Regions from separate parts of the Anas platyrhynchos genome. Here region 1 is linked to region 2. A link is a contact called in public Hi-C data. All regions are on one chromosome and are shown on one strand. Each heading gives the region's core, a stretch centred on a gene start, on an enhancer-like site or on the middle of the called end of the contact. The rest is flanking DNA. Distances are from core to core; before and after follow the strand shown.

The links. Hi-C and Micro-C count contacts between places; a contact is called where the count stands out from the background.
Region 1: a contact with region 2 is called in a Hi-C map of subcutaneous adipose tissue, with 2.2 times the contacts expected there. The contact joins two enhancer-like sites. A contact is called at or near these places in 5 of 8 Hi-C or Micro-C datasets (F1 follicle, F5 follicle, skeletal muscle and 1 more).

What each region holds. Positions count from the first base shown.
Region 1 is chr4:9,977,844-9,984,982 of IASCAAS_PekinDuck_T2T, reverse strand. It overlaps SLC39A8 (solute carrier family 39 member 8), which reads right to left. Exons shown (of 12, transcript XM_072036969.1): 3 at 861-1,037. Among named protein-coding and RNA genes, the nearest start is that of SLC39A8, 9.3 kb to the right of the region's middle. Within about 2 kb of position 3,797, at least 2 of the 8 cell types and tissues checked have an H3K27ac peak or open chromatin away from gene starts, as enhancers often do. A contact at or near this core is called in subcutaneous adipose tissue, where this site is marked.
Region 2 is chr4:9,931,088-9,937,977 of IASCAAS_PekinDuck_T2T, reverse strand. It overlaps NFKB1 (nuclear factor kappa B subunit 1), which reads left to right. Exons shown (of 24, transcript XM_072036960.1): 8 at 235-393; 9 at 1,410-1,514; 10 at 3,370-3,461; 11 at 4,041-4,179; 12 at 6,602-6,724. Among named protein-coding and RNA genes, the nearest start is that of NFKB1, 38 kb to the left of the region's middle. Within about 2 kb of position 2,902, at least 2 of the 8 cell types and tissues checked have an H3K27ac peak or open chromatin away from gene starts, as enhancers often do. A contact at or near this core is called in subcutaneous adipose tissue, where this site is marked.

The sequences.
Region 1 (7,139 bases), core at 2,548-5,047, 46 kb before region 2:
ATTACTACTACTTCTGTATTCTTCCCAAAGTTGACATTTTTACAGCCAGACTGTAGGTGGCAGCAGTTCTACAGTTATTTATTTTGCCTGTTTCGTGAAATTCGGTTGTGGGAGTACAGTCAGAATGAAGACAAAAAAGCAGCCTTCTCTCTCTGGTTGTCAGAATAATAAGATGTAAAATGTTCTTGTTTCCAAAGGGTTGGTGGTTTGTTTGTTTTTTTATAACCCGCTGGAATTTGATCATGCTTTGGGTCTAAGAAAGTAGAGTTAATTCTCTTTGGGGTGTGCTAAGTCATCTTTCTCAGGGAAGGGAGATGCACTGTATTTTTTTTAGAACAGAATTTATGGCCACCTGGGCATATTTTGATATCTAGAAGCAATACTGTATGATTTCCTTCAAAAATATATCATTCTCTTGTGTTTGATAAACACTGGACAAGTGGCAAAAGCTGAAGTAGGCATTTAAAAAAAATCACTTAGAACCATAAGATTCAGTTTTATGGATTGTGATTCAATATTCAGTGTGAAAACAGAGAAATCCAGATTAGTGGTAAAATCTGGACAGAAGTAGAACTGATTCTCTGCTGAGTTAAACAAATTTGGCCTGTCTGCCACAGGATTGGAGCTAGTAAAACCAAACTAAATTCAAATTCTTCCTAAGCTCCTTAATGAGCCTGGTACAGTTAAGGTGTAACCCAAACATCACAAGTTATATATTTTTGTGCATGCAGTTATACAAAGAATATTATGGCTATAGTATCAGACTCAGCAACACTACATCAGTGTTCATGTAGGTAGTATATCTTTATGTACCAACACCCATACCCTCCCCAAAATACTCCATGACTATCTTTACTTACATGATATTATCTTTTATTCACCCCTCCAAGTCCCTGTTTGCCAGATGAGCAGCGGTATCTTGTCCTATTTTCCTTGCTGTACATGTATTCCTGTATCTTGTTCAGTGAAACTTGGTAACACTGAGGCTGGAGGCATGTTGTTGATGTGCCCATGGCTTTTTTTAATGTTACTTATACCTACAATAAAGCCAAACAAAATTAAGATTATAAATGCAGCTTCACAATCACCTTTTGAGTTGGTCCTTACCTGCCAGAGAACACTGTCAAGGCACAACAAAGTTGAAAGTTGCAGCCTCTCAGCCACTTGTAGCCCTAATACTTCAGCAGCCAAGGCTTCCCTCCACCTACACACTGGAGTCCTGACTGTCTGTTGTTGTTGGTCTTATGTTTGTTTGTTTTTCAAGTATCAGTTAGCCTTAGCATTGATGTCCTTTAAGGAGACATTAGATCCAGTCCTTAACAAAACAACCTTGAGAGCATGGCTTTAAGGAGATTACTGCTGTTAAAACGAATTTTGTATTAAGACAAAAGGTAAAAACAAAGCAAAGTTACCACAAAGAAAACAACAGTCAAGTCAGTAGTGCTGGACTTGATGATCTGTATCTGTACTGCCAAAAGTGAAATGGTTTGCATCACACTGTAATGAACCCACTACAGCATTCAGCACTGAAGCTAGCTCTGAGACCTGGAAATCCGGCCCCAAACTAGGCAGGCTTCAATAAAGAAAATATCCCTGTTTACCCTCAGCACCAATTTTATCTAAATTAATTATTGCCCACTATTTGACTTAGACGATTAAAGAGTGAATCCGATCATGGGATTGCAGATCTCAATATAACCCACTACATTTCAGGTTCTGTACGTGGTAAAAACTGTTAGAATAATTTTAGGTCTCTTTACCAGTATTGTTTTAGTTTGATGATAAATATTCATTTCAGATCAATTGGAAGAGGTGAACTTCCTTAGAAGCTATAGAAAAACAACTCAGTGTCCTTCACCTCCTCAAAGTTAGAGCTTAAGAGCGTCTCTATAAATTTACGAAGGAAATCCAGTGGTACACCTCTGGCTACAGCCCAATCTGTGCATGATGGATCACACCCTAAGGCATCCTGACCCCATAGCAAAGGAAAGATCAAAATCTTTCAGCCTCTGGCATATTGGTTTCTGTAGGCAGGTCTTCATTTGAAGTAACTGGAGGACCAAGATCCCTAGGCATGGCGTGCACCTTGCTATGGAACCTCTCACATTGTGTGTGCCCACTTCCCAGTGATTTTCAACTCTTCCTCCATACGTCATTTTCTCAGCTGGATTTTGAAGCTAACTCTCCAACTCCGGCGGATACTTCATGTAACATTAAGCACATTTCGGAAAGTGATGTTTGGGGGTTCTGCTTTCTGGTTTTCTATGTCACAGCCTAAACTTGTCTGCAGAACCTCCCTGTGTCACTCTTACCCATTGCACCAAAGAGTCAGTTCCTCTCTAGCACTTCTCAAAAGCCCCTCCACACAGCTGGAAACAAGAGCCCCCGCCTTCACCCAGTTACCCATTTGCCTTGGCAAGCAGAGCATCTATAACATTCTGCAGCTCAACTCCTGCTAGTTCATTCCTTCTACTTGTTTTTCATGCTGGGGCTTTCCTTGATCACAAGCTTACAGTGCTCATCAACAGTGCCACAGTTCTGCCAATTCTGGTGAATCTTGTTAAGGCATAGCCTAAAAACACTCAGAGGGTACAGACCGTCTCTTCCAGGAGACAGGCTCACAACTTAACATTTTCTCTGCAGAACCAAGCCCTAAATCCCTCAGGAAGCTGAAACAGATTCCTTGCCACAGGATCACAAAGTACATGAGTTCTTCAAAAATAGAAAGGTTTAGAAAGGTTTTCTGAAAGATTTCTCATCATTCCACACTTTTACTCTGTAGAGCTCAGGAAAAGTGGGAAAAAAATGGCATCTTAAAAGCACTTAAACTCACCCTTTTGGTAAGTATCTCACAAATTCCATATGCAATAAACCATGCACTATGGCAGCTCTAGAGAAACTAAACTTTGAGCTCCTGGTGGGGCTCTTCAGGCTGTCATATGACATCTTAATTAGCCTCCTATCAGGTGATGAGATCTTCATCAGGTGACCGCAGTGCCAATGTGCTTTTACTGGTACCCTCAAACACATAGTTTCTTCTCTCTGCTAACCTATAGAATGTTTAGAAAACTGTTATTTTAAGTCATTTCCTTAGCTCTGTGACCTTCTGGTGCACTACAATTCTTTGGCATCTGGTTTTGTTGTGGAAACCCTTCACACTGTGGCAAGCAGCACACAGTACCCAGTTGTCTGTGCAGGTTAGCGTTTAATGGGATGGATTAGATGGAAATCCACTGGGGCTTTTTCTGTTTGTTCTCTCTCAAGTTTGTCTCTTCTCTTATGTGGCCAAGACAGATGCTGAAATATTGACTCCATTTACTCAGAATTTCCTCTCTGGTCCTCATTAAACAAGTTTAGATTAATGAAGGAAGTCTGACACACTGCCCTCTTTTTTTATTTTTTTTTAAGATATATTTTAGCAAGTCTGGAGATTCCAGAGCTGCTGTTCATAGTTCAGGAGAAGTACTTGACTAACAGAAGTCTGACTTGTGAACATTACCAAATCTGGAAATTTTGGAAACTGTTCAAGTAGTCATACTCCTTTTTAAGCTAGATGTTGAAAACAATACAACTATTTTCTTTATGGATTTGAGGGCAGGATTAATTTTGAGGTGATTTCCTTTATTTAGATCAGAAATACACCGTCTTACATATTTTATATCCATTGTGTTTGTTCTGTAATGCCTCTTTCAAGCATTTCCACGCAAGCCAAAATGGAAAAGATTTAGCAATCAAAACCAGTGGGAGCTTCCCTTAATAGAAATGACCAGCAAGGATTTGGCAACGTATTCTGTTGATTGCACACATTCTAAACAGAGTCCAGAGGAGGCCCTTACAGCAGTCTTGGCACTGAAGCACACACAGGAGTTAAAAGGAGGCAGATCGTGTTTTTTCCATGATATGGCTTTGATATATGCATGGAAAAAGGGCACTTTGCATAGCTATTAAGACAACTTAATAACAAACATAATAAATCTAAATAGCTGTTTTTCTGCTAAGGGGTAACGTGAAGGAAAAGAAAGACTCGTGGTTGGTTTTGGCCCCTGGGTAAAGAACTGTAACAGGTTTGGACATGCACTTCATGTGATCAGGCTTCTCCACTGAAATCTCTGACCTGTTCTGGTACAAACATGAATCACAGTCTGAGTGAGAAACTCTGCTGCAGTCCTCAGAAAAATCACAAGGTTCCTGGTAGCTTGAGATGATAATGTCCTCATTTGTGGCACTACCTGAACATTTCATGACTTCACATTTACAGTATTTTGTCAATTTTGTCACAAGTAAGGAGTTACATGTTTATGTGGGGAGGAAGGGGGGATAAAGATCAATGACTTTTGAAGTATTTTTCCCTTAAAAAAAGTTGAGTATAAGATTTCTTCACATCAAGAACTAATAAACATCTGAGATGCAGCGGTGCCTGACAGTTTGAGGTCATATTGGATGAAAGTTAGTAGAGGTGGATTTCTTTTTTTAAAATGTAGGTCACAGTGATAAAAGGCATCAGTTTTATAGTGCAGTAATCTACTTTGCAGGTTACCTTCCTGCTCAGCATTTCTGTTTCAGCTTGTACAGCTCACAGCAGAGCATTTTTTAGAGAGGGAATCACTAGCTCTAGTTTTAGCGAGAGCATTTGTCGGCTAATGATGCTACTTTGTCACATAAAACATTGAGAAGATGTAGAAGATGAGTTGTATGTAATTTGATCAAATCTCACCTTTTCCAGTTTCAAGTTTATTCAATGCTCTTCCAAGGTTTTAAAGCCCCAGCTTAATTAAACTATTGGTAGATCAGGAGACTGACCTGTGGCAGCTATTCAGTTTTCATCTTCATACAAGTTGCAGTAATTAATACAACCAGAAAAAAAAGAAAAGACATACTACTTACTGCATGTTATTGGAGGATCAAAATAAGATTAAGTGTTTTTGCGTCTATGTCAATCCAAACCACAGTTTGGAGACTTGTTTGCTTGACACATTGCTTGTTTGTTTGCAAAGTAGGAAAGAATAAAGGTTACATGTGCTACTAAACAGGAATTGGTCACCAGCTATTGCCTTTATTTTAGCTTTTCTGACTCTTTCTCCAGTCTTTGGCTTAAAAGATCAGAGTTTCTAAGTTATACTGAAAATCTACATATAAAACCCAGATTCTGAGCCTTTTGCTCTAACAATAAGTTCGTTTTTATATTATGAAGGGGGCTGATTATATTGCTAGTATTAACAACCTATTGATGAGTACTTCTTATCAATAAGTGATTATTTTCAGCTCATAACTTCACCAGAATTCCTTTGTTTTGTATGGAAGTTGCCACTCTATGGCATCTGAATTGTTAGGATAGGGATGGTCTGGAGAAGAACCACACGTTCAAGAGACTGCATTCCATAGGGCTCCCATGACTTTTCCAGCATTAGCTGGGAGGATTATAGCAAACAAAGCAACTCTGGAAGAGAGAGGATCTTCTCCTTAATTCTGCCCAAATAAGCTGTTATGCCTCCTCTGCTGTGCCAGAGTTCTTCTGTGATTCTGGTCACATCACTTAAACCAAACTTTTCACAGGTAGTCTGTGTTCCTCATTTTCTATTTGCTTTACTTGGACACTGAAGCCTGATTGCAGAAGTGCTGAAAGTACTCATATCTGCAACAGAAGTCAATGAGGGCAAATATCTGGGGAAAAAAAAAAAAAGTACTATACCAGTGTGTACCGACATTTCTAGATTCTAGTCCTGGAGGACCTGCTGTGTCAAATAGCAAGTGAGTCTTCTAGTTGCACGACCCCCTCCTACAAGTAGTGTTATGGGATGGAGCAAGACATAGGATGCAGGGCCATAGAAATTGTCCAAGTATCGGACAGATTGATCTTAAGTTATAGTGTGTCCATATTGTCTCTTGAGATAAAAACTGTGGGAAGAATTAGGAACAATCTGAGGCACAGAGAATCTAACATTCATATCTTTGATCAACATTTCTCCCGACTTCTGTTCTATATCCTTCGAATAAGAACAGCATCTTTGTCACAAGGAGAACATTTTTCTAACCTGGCTAGACCACAGTCAGATTCCAGCAGGCTCAGCTGGACCTCCCCAGAAGCATTCATGAAATCATGACTCCCATTTTACCTTCTTGCAGACCTATGTACAGCTTGCAAAGCTAAGCCTTGCTTCAAGAAACATTTGAGCAGTTTTGAAAATGCTGTGCAGACTTACTATTTGCAGCCACATGGGCCCACTGTTAGGATGTTTTCCAAACCTGTAGGGAAAGCAGAGATCCTTCCTCAGCTGCCAGCCCTACACCCAGGTAGGTCAACAAGAGTTTGCCCTTGATGTGAATGCAAGCAGAACTAAGTTTTCACTATGCTATCTAAGGGAGTGTCTTTGGGTGCAGCCAATTGTTGGCAACACAGCGCTAAAAGTTGGTAAGAGTTGCTGTAAATACACCCAAGGGCTTAAACAGTAGTCTCATATTCTTATTTGGACGTCTAGGTAAATAGATGCATTTGGAGACTTTGCAATTCTATTTCCCTACCCTCAGGTCAGAAAACTCACATGGAGACCTGATCTCTAAGTGCACAGTGCTGAGACCCTGAGCCTGTACAAGCATTCGCACCAGTGCCCTAGCACTGCGTGGGGTTCCTTAGCCTTAAGAGCAGGGCAGGCTATGCAAGCACAACAGTGTCCAAGCCAACGTGCCTGGAAACAGCAACACGATTACGTGGTCACATCACTTCTGGCTTTGTTTCTGGGATGTTTATTTATAGCTTAGAGTCCTCTGCATCATGCTCTTAAAAAGCGTAATAGAAAAAGAAAGAATAAAAGACTCTGTCCCATCATCTCTCAGACCCCTTTGGTTTCAGCTTCCAATCAGGAAATCAAGAAAGGAACTAAGAAAGAAACTACAATATGGAGAACACTCTGCTTCCTCCACTACTACCACTCATTGCTTTTCTTGTGCAGAGCAGAAAACAGACTGAGGTTCCCCTCTTTTCCCCAAACCCTGCTCTATCACAGCACTCCTTTTCTTGTTACGGCACATCCTCTTGCTTTTCATCAGCTTGTTGCATCTCATCACAAATGCAGATAGCGCTGGTACTGTTTTGGATGTTGCTGTTTTACATACAGGATACATTCTTAAAAAAAGCTTTCTAG
Region 2 (6,890 bases), core at 1,653-4,152:
TTCTGTATGTCTCTTAATTATATACCTTATCTTAAATAATATCTTACTCACAAATTTGCAAGATGAATACAGTATATTGTGAACAGCTCCTTCTCTTCAAATAAAAAGATAGAAGCCGATAGATACTAAATGAAAATGTTTCCTTGCTATTGGTGTTTTTTGATAGTAATGTTTGGAAAATGCACAGTCCCCCACCCTTTGTGTTAATTCGTGTGTACTATTTGTTGGTTCCAGAACGAGAACGAGAAATTATTCGTCAGGCAGCAGTACAGCAGACTAAAGAAATGGATCTCAGTGTGGTGCGTCTTATGTTTACAGCCTTTCTCCCCGACAGCAATGGCAGTTTCACACGGAGACTTGATCCTGTTATATCAGATGCAATATATGACAGCAGTAAGTGTCTTTGGCTTTAATTACCTTTTCAATAAGGGGCAAGCTTTGTACATAAAAAAGTAATATGTAGATATTGCTATAGCGAGGTAGCCCATGGATATTGGCCCCATGACTATCCAAGTACACCATTGGTAAAGCAAAGAGGAAGAGGAGGGCAAAGCATGAACAGAGACAGAGTGTTTATCAAGCCATATAGAAAAACTATTGAAGTTATCCTATCCTTATGAATCTGACCATCAAAATTTTGACTCCAACTGAGGAGAATAATAGAAATGGAAAATATGCATGTTTCTGCTGTTTAAGTTGCTACATAGTTTTCATTTGCTAGATTTTTAGCTCCCAAGGTGAACTCTTTTTTGTTGATTCCAAAAGATTTTATTTTATTTTTCCCTAATGTCCTTTTTTGAACCATCCAAGTCCTTTCCACAGAGAGGACACAATTTGTCACATAATTGTCCATCACACATGATTTAATTATCAGATGATAGCTCTATCTCAAGAACCCATAGGTTTCCATTGCTGCCTCTGCTAAGATCTGTGGAGGTGAGCTTTTTGATCGCAGTCTGGTATGTTGGTCAGGGACTGAGGTTGCTTTCAAGTAAGCCACAGTGCAGAGCAAGCATTGCATATTGCATTAACCTAATGACTTAAAGGTAACAGCTTTCAGCAGTGTCACATTGCAAAGAAAACAGGAAAGAAAATGTTCTCCTGTAATGCGCTCTTGTCATAAAGTTGCAGGATGCAGTTCACTGCTCTGTTTTTGTACTAACACTAATTGTGCTGGGATGGCCAGGGCCTTATTTTATAGTTAACAGTTCATTCAGAGCTTAGAGCATACAAGATTTCACCCGTAAGATGAAAAACTGTTGATTCATCCTTTTTAAGTCATAAACAAATTTAAGTAGGTTGAATTGGTGGCTTGTCTGTGTGTTGCATTTGTGTATTTTTATTTTTACTTTATGTAATCTAAAATTGTTGCGAAGTTAAACATTTTTAAAATCTTTTCCTTTCAATAGAAGCTCCCAATGCCTCCAACTTAAAAATTGTAAGAATGGACAGAACGGCAGGGTGCGTAACAGGAGGGGAAGAGATTTACCTTCTCTGTGACAAGGTTCAGAAAGGTAAGTGTCCTGGGTATTGTAAGGCACACCGGGGGTTCATCTGGAGTAATGCATGAGAACTGCTGGGCTGCCTTACTATTCTCCTCTTCTGATAGCGCAGCAGGATGTGTAAGTGCTCAGCCTTTCTGGAATCCAGGCCAACAGTCCAGAAAATGAATAAAAATAAGCTTGCAAAGCAAATTCAGCATATGTTGCCTCCCCAGAGACCATGTGATCAACTTTGTTCTTCTCAAATTTCTGCCCTTCCCATGATCTTTTTTTTTTCTTTTTTGTGGGTAATGGGTTCTGGGTGATCTTTGATTCCATTATCTCACACCTGCTCTGAATTATTCTAAAGTTTCTGGTTTATTATTAAGTTTCTGACTATAAAGGGTAAGTATGAGCATTCATTATTAATCACCAGTGGGAACTGAACGTTTTCAGTGCTGCTGCTAATAACTTCATTTTTACCTATATGCTAATGGTAGAGATTACTCAGGGTAAACTGATACTTCTTACACACTTGTTTTAGTAATCTCTGCTTATGGCTATGAATGTGTCAGGATTGGGCTCTTAATGGTTTATGTGGTTGTAGTATTTGGGCTCAACTAAAAAGAAAAAAATAAACAAGGAGTGGGGTAAACCCTTTGCATTTTTCAGCTGTAGGTGATACCTGGAACTCCCTGGTATAGATTGGATGGCAGAGCAAGTGCCCAGTTCTCACCTGTTTGCAATGAGTGTTATTAAAATCGTGTTGCTGCTTTCCATTAATGCAGGCTATCCTCTTCCACCTCTCTTCCCTGCCAAGTTCTTCTACCAGTTTATCAGGAGAGAGAGAGCACTTTGGGGGCTTTGAAAAAACTGTTTTCTTCAGTAGTGTGTATACCCTCTGCTTTCAGGAGAACTGAGATGAAACATAAATCTTGTGCACAAAATAAATAAATAAAAGTCTGACTCAGTGGAAGCCCCGAGGTGGGGTTTCCCCTCAGCCCTAGTGGGGTTTCCCCTGACCTCACTGCTCTCAGAAACCTCCTGCCTAAAGGAACTTGAGCATGCAGGACAGCAGGGCTGGAAGCAGTGGTTTGCAATCTTGAGACTAGCAGGTGGTGGATCAGAGGAAGCAGTCTGCCTGCTCCAAAAGCATGTCCTGCTTCAGCCACCCCACGAGAAAATAGTTTTGCTATTATTTCTTCTCCTCAGAGGTGCTGGGGAAGGAATATACGAGTGTGGTATTTCCCAAGCTCTCCTAAAAACATATAAATTAGTAGCCAAACAGAGAACGAAATAAAAGTTGTTTAGAGGAGCAGAAGCCAAGTCTCACATTTATGGCGTGGCCTGTGCTGTGTTTGGGGGGTGAGGGATCACTGCTGACGAGCTGCTCGCTCACACCTCTGCCGTCTGGCTGAGCCGCAGCTCTGCATGGCGCTCTGCCAGCAGCAAGCGGAACTTGAACTGTGGCACTTCGGGTTTTGCTACAGTTTTCTGAACTGAAACTGCTGGAGGAGAGGGGGTGGTTTCTACAGTTCACGCTTCAAGTTCTCCCCTCCCTACACACTTGTTCCAAATAAAGCTCCTCTGGAATGTTTGCTAGCCCTAGATAGGAAGAGGTAGTGAACCTAATTCTCCTTTTACTGCTCAGGAAACTGAGAGCAACATCGGTGAAGTCATTAGAATCAGGCTGATCTAAAACTGATGTCAAAAATGGGTTATCTGTGTTGTTTTCATAACAGGGATAACGATGATTCATGCATTATTCATGTAGTATTATCACCCAGCTAAAAAGTAACCGTGTTGATTTTTATCTGAAATAAACTTAGCCAAAGGTTAAACAAATGCGCAAACATCCCAAAGTTATTGTTTCTTTCACTCTTTGCAGATGATATTCAAATACGTTTCTATGAGGAGGATGAGAATGGTGGTATGTGGGAAGGCTTTGGAGACTTTTCTCCTACAGATGTACATAGGCAGGTAAGTAACAGAGCATTTGCCATTTGTTAATGGTTTTCTGATCTTAAGAAACCAGGATTATAGTATAATTAGAAAATTAGGTGAAAACCTCTGTATCCCATACTAACCTCTTCAGTCCCTGTCTTTTGTTGGCTACTTCCTAATAATAACAGAATCTTAACTGTTCTTTTAAGATCTAAGGTAGGAATGTAGCTGTAGGAAATCGGGAGAGAGATCACTTGCATTAAACATACACCAGTGCGAATTGGGATAGGATATATAGGAAACTCTCACAGCTCCTATGAGGATGCTGAGAAAGCCACAGAGTAGATGCTCAATGATGAGGGGAGAAACAGTGTGGTACTAACACACGTGGCAAGGCGATTCCTGGCGGTTCTGTCTTTCACAAAAGACTTTAGGACTCTAACTCAAAGGTACAGCTGAAAACTGAAATGGAAGTTTGTTGTGGCAGCAGCCTTTCGCAAAGAATTTTTGACTCCCTAGTAATGAACCAACTCCCACAAAAATAACACAAATGTACATGCAGTTGCCAAAAACCACTGTCCGTGACAAACGCACTTATCATTGTTTCCTTCACAGTTTGCTATTGTGTTTAAAACACCCAAGTATCGAGATGTCAACATCACAAAGCCAGCCTCTGTTTTTGTACAACTGCGTCGGAAATCTGATCTGGAAACAAGTGAACCAAAGCCCTTTCTTTACTATCCGGAAATCAAAGGTAATTCATTAAACCCACTTTGTATCCCAGAAGCAGAAACTGCAAGGTCCCTAGGAATACTGTTAATAGGATAGGACATGTGTTGAGTGAAACATTTTTTGTAGTTACTATTTTTATAAAAGAGGATATTTGCCGCCTTGTTTTGTGCAGAGCTAATAGGAAAACTGTTACTTCTGTTATGGCTTATTGGTTTCTGTTGTTGTTGGACTGGTAAGCAGTAAATCTGTGTCTTTCTACTGAGCCTTACTCTGGGTGAGTTTCCTATATGCCTGTTCATACAGTAGATGGCACTCTCTTCTCTGAGTTTCTGCAAAATAATATTTGAGGACATCTTGCTGTCAGTACTTTCAGTTGAAACCTTAAACTGAAGACTGGTTGGTATCTGGTGGAAAAAGTATATTTTTTCCAGTTCTCTTCTTTCACCATCATGCCTCACAAGTTCTCTGATGTTTTTGAATTTTCCAATTGCCTATACTGCCTAATGAACCCGAGACCCTTTTTGAAAGAGTAGGGAAAGTGCTGTTTCAACCCCTTAGGGTAAAATGTTAGTTAGCTAGCTGAGGCAGAACAGCTGGCATCAGACCTGCTTCCTGAGTTGTTAGTGAGAAGTCTAACCAGCAAGTCTGTGCCCATTCAACTCTTCTACGTTTCAAATGAGTTTGACGTGAAAGACAGCATCAGTATGTTTTTAAATATTAATAATGTTAAAGATACGGAAATACCTTGAGGTCCCAGTCAGAATTAGTGTTTTGTTGCACTGATAGTCTACCTCCTTAATGGTTAACCTGCCTGCAGTTTGTGCTGCTAAGTCCTACTCTTGCAAGTTTGCAGTACCTCATTTGGAGCCATGCTGAAATCAGTACCCCATCAAACTCTGAAATATGTGTGCATCAGTGCTAAGGGACTAAGCTGAGGAGAGGGGAGGTGGGAGTTGTACAGCTGAATCTATTTTACACTTATTATAACAAAATAGCAGAAAGCATGCCTTTTCAAAATCTTCCAGAGTAGCTAGAAGATCTTGTATCAGTAATGGTTTAAGGAATCCCTTGCCCAAGTTTTATGGAGATGAAATGTCTAACTGCAGAACAAAGTTGCCAAATGTGAAGCAAACTTTTTTTTATGAACCTCTCAAGTAAAATTAATTCAGCATTATGTGCATTTTAGGATGCCCTATACAATCTTATCATAAAATTACCATTTAGGGTCTGTATTTTTCCCCTGTTGCAAGTGTTCAAATGAACTTAGACATGTGTATGTGGATTTTTTGTTTGTTTCTCTGACTAGATTGCTCTCTAGAGTTTTCTCTCCTCGTCAGTGTGAGTATGCCTGGTGCGTGCATGCATATGTACTTACAGATCATGTATGCCTGGAAATAATGCACTTCTACTCTTCAGTGTACTGTTCCATATAGTCAGCTGTCCAGTTTGATGCACTGACTGATGTGGCTGTGCATGTAATTTCTTTTTGTCGTATGTTTGTTGAAAACTAATAGATCGTTTATTGAAGGTGGTTTGTATGTTCTTTTCTTAACAGTTTTAGTGGGTTTTAACCTTGTAATCTTTGTATCCCTGTACAGATAGTTTTTGTCGTGCCATTTTCACTTTCTCAGTCACTGGGATACTTCTTCTAAACCTTTGTGTTTTGCTTTCCAGTAGGTCTAAGGATTATTTTTTACTTACATGATAAAATTCTTATTTTTTTTTGCCTACTTCTGCTCCGCATGGTTTGACAGTATTATATCCTGCCTGAAAATAAGCTGTCTTTATTCTGTTGGTCTTTCTGTTAATTTAAGTAAATCATTTCAAGCAAACGTTCTTTTCAACATTTCTCACCATCCTTAACCTTAAACAAAAGTTTAAGGGGCACTGCAGGTGCTCTGAGCTGTTGGAGATCAGTGTCTTGTGATTTGCTGACCCCTTTTTTATAAGTGTCTGTTTCTGAAGTGGATTTGTTTAGTGGAGGAACCTGTGCCTGTATTCCCCAAAGATGAATTTTCTTGAGCAAGTATTTGGTTCAAGGCACTTGTGCTGATTTATGACTTCACTTAGACATTGAAGAATTTGGAGGCCACTGGACAGGAGCTGCTGTTGAAGGAAGCTCTGAGCCTCCCAGGACATTTCTGCACGTGTCCCTCCCAGTCTGGGCATGAGGCACCTGATAGAACAGCAGAGGCCATGCGGGCCTGAATGATGCTGTCAGTCTGGCTGGGAACTTGGCGATAGCTTGATTCTCACTGCTCCATTATGTACAAGATTGTTCTGTTTGGGGCTAGAAGTGAGTTTATTCTTCTACAGCACTCCTCATTTTCCCTTATAAACTAGTAATTTTTACTAGTAACTTGTGAATACTCATCCTTTTCTGTGCATGGCCACTACTAAGCATGACTCCTTTTTCCATCTGTTCCTTCTCACCTGAAACGCAGATAAAGAAGAAGTGCAAAGAAAACGACAGAAGCTCATGCCAAACTTCTCAGATGGCTACGGCGGAGGCAGCGGCGCAGGAGGAGGTGGCATGTATGGCGGGGGAGGCAGCGGGGCAGGCTCTGGTAAGACAGCTGTTTGGGGGGGAAGAGGGACAGGGGTTCTGCTTTGAGAGCCTGCAGATAATTATTTTGATTATAAAAATGAAATGAGGAATTCATCTACTTCTAGTGAGATGAGATCTGACTCTCCTATCTTTATACCTGGTATAATGGAGTAATTCCTAGAGGA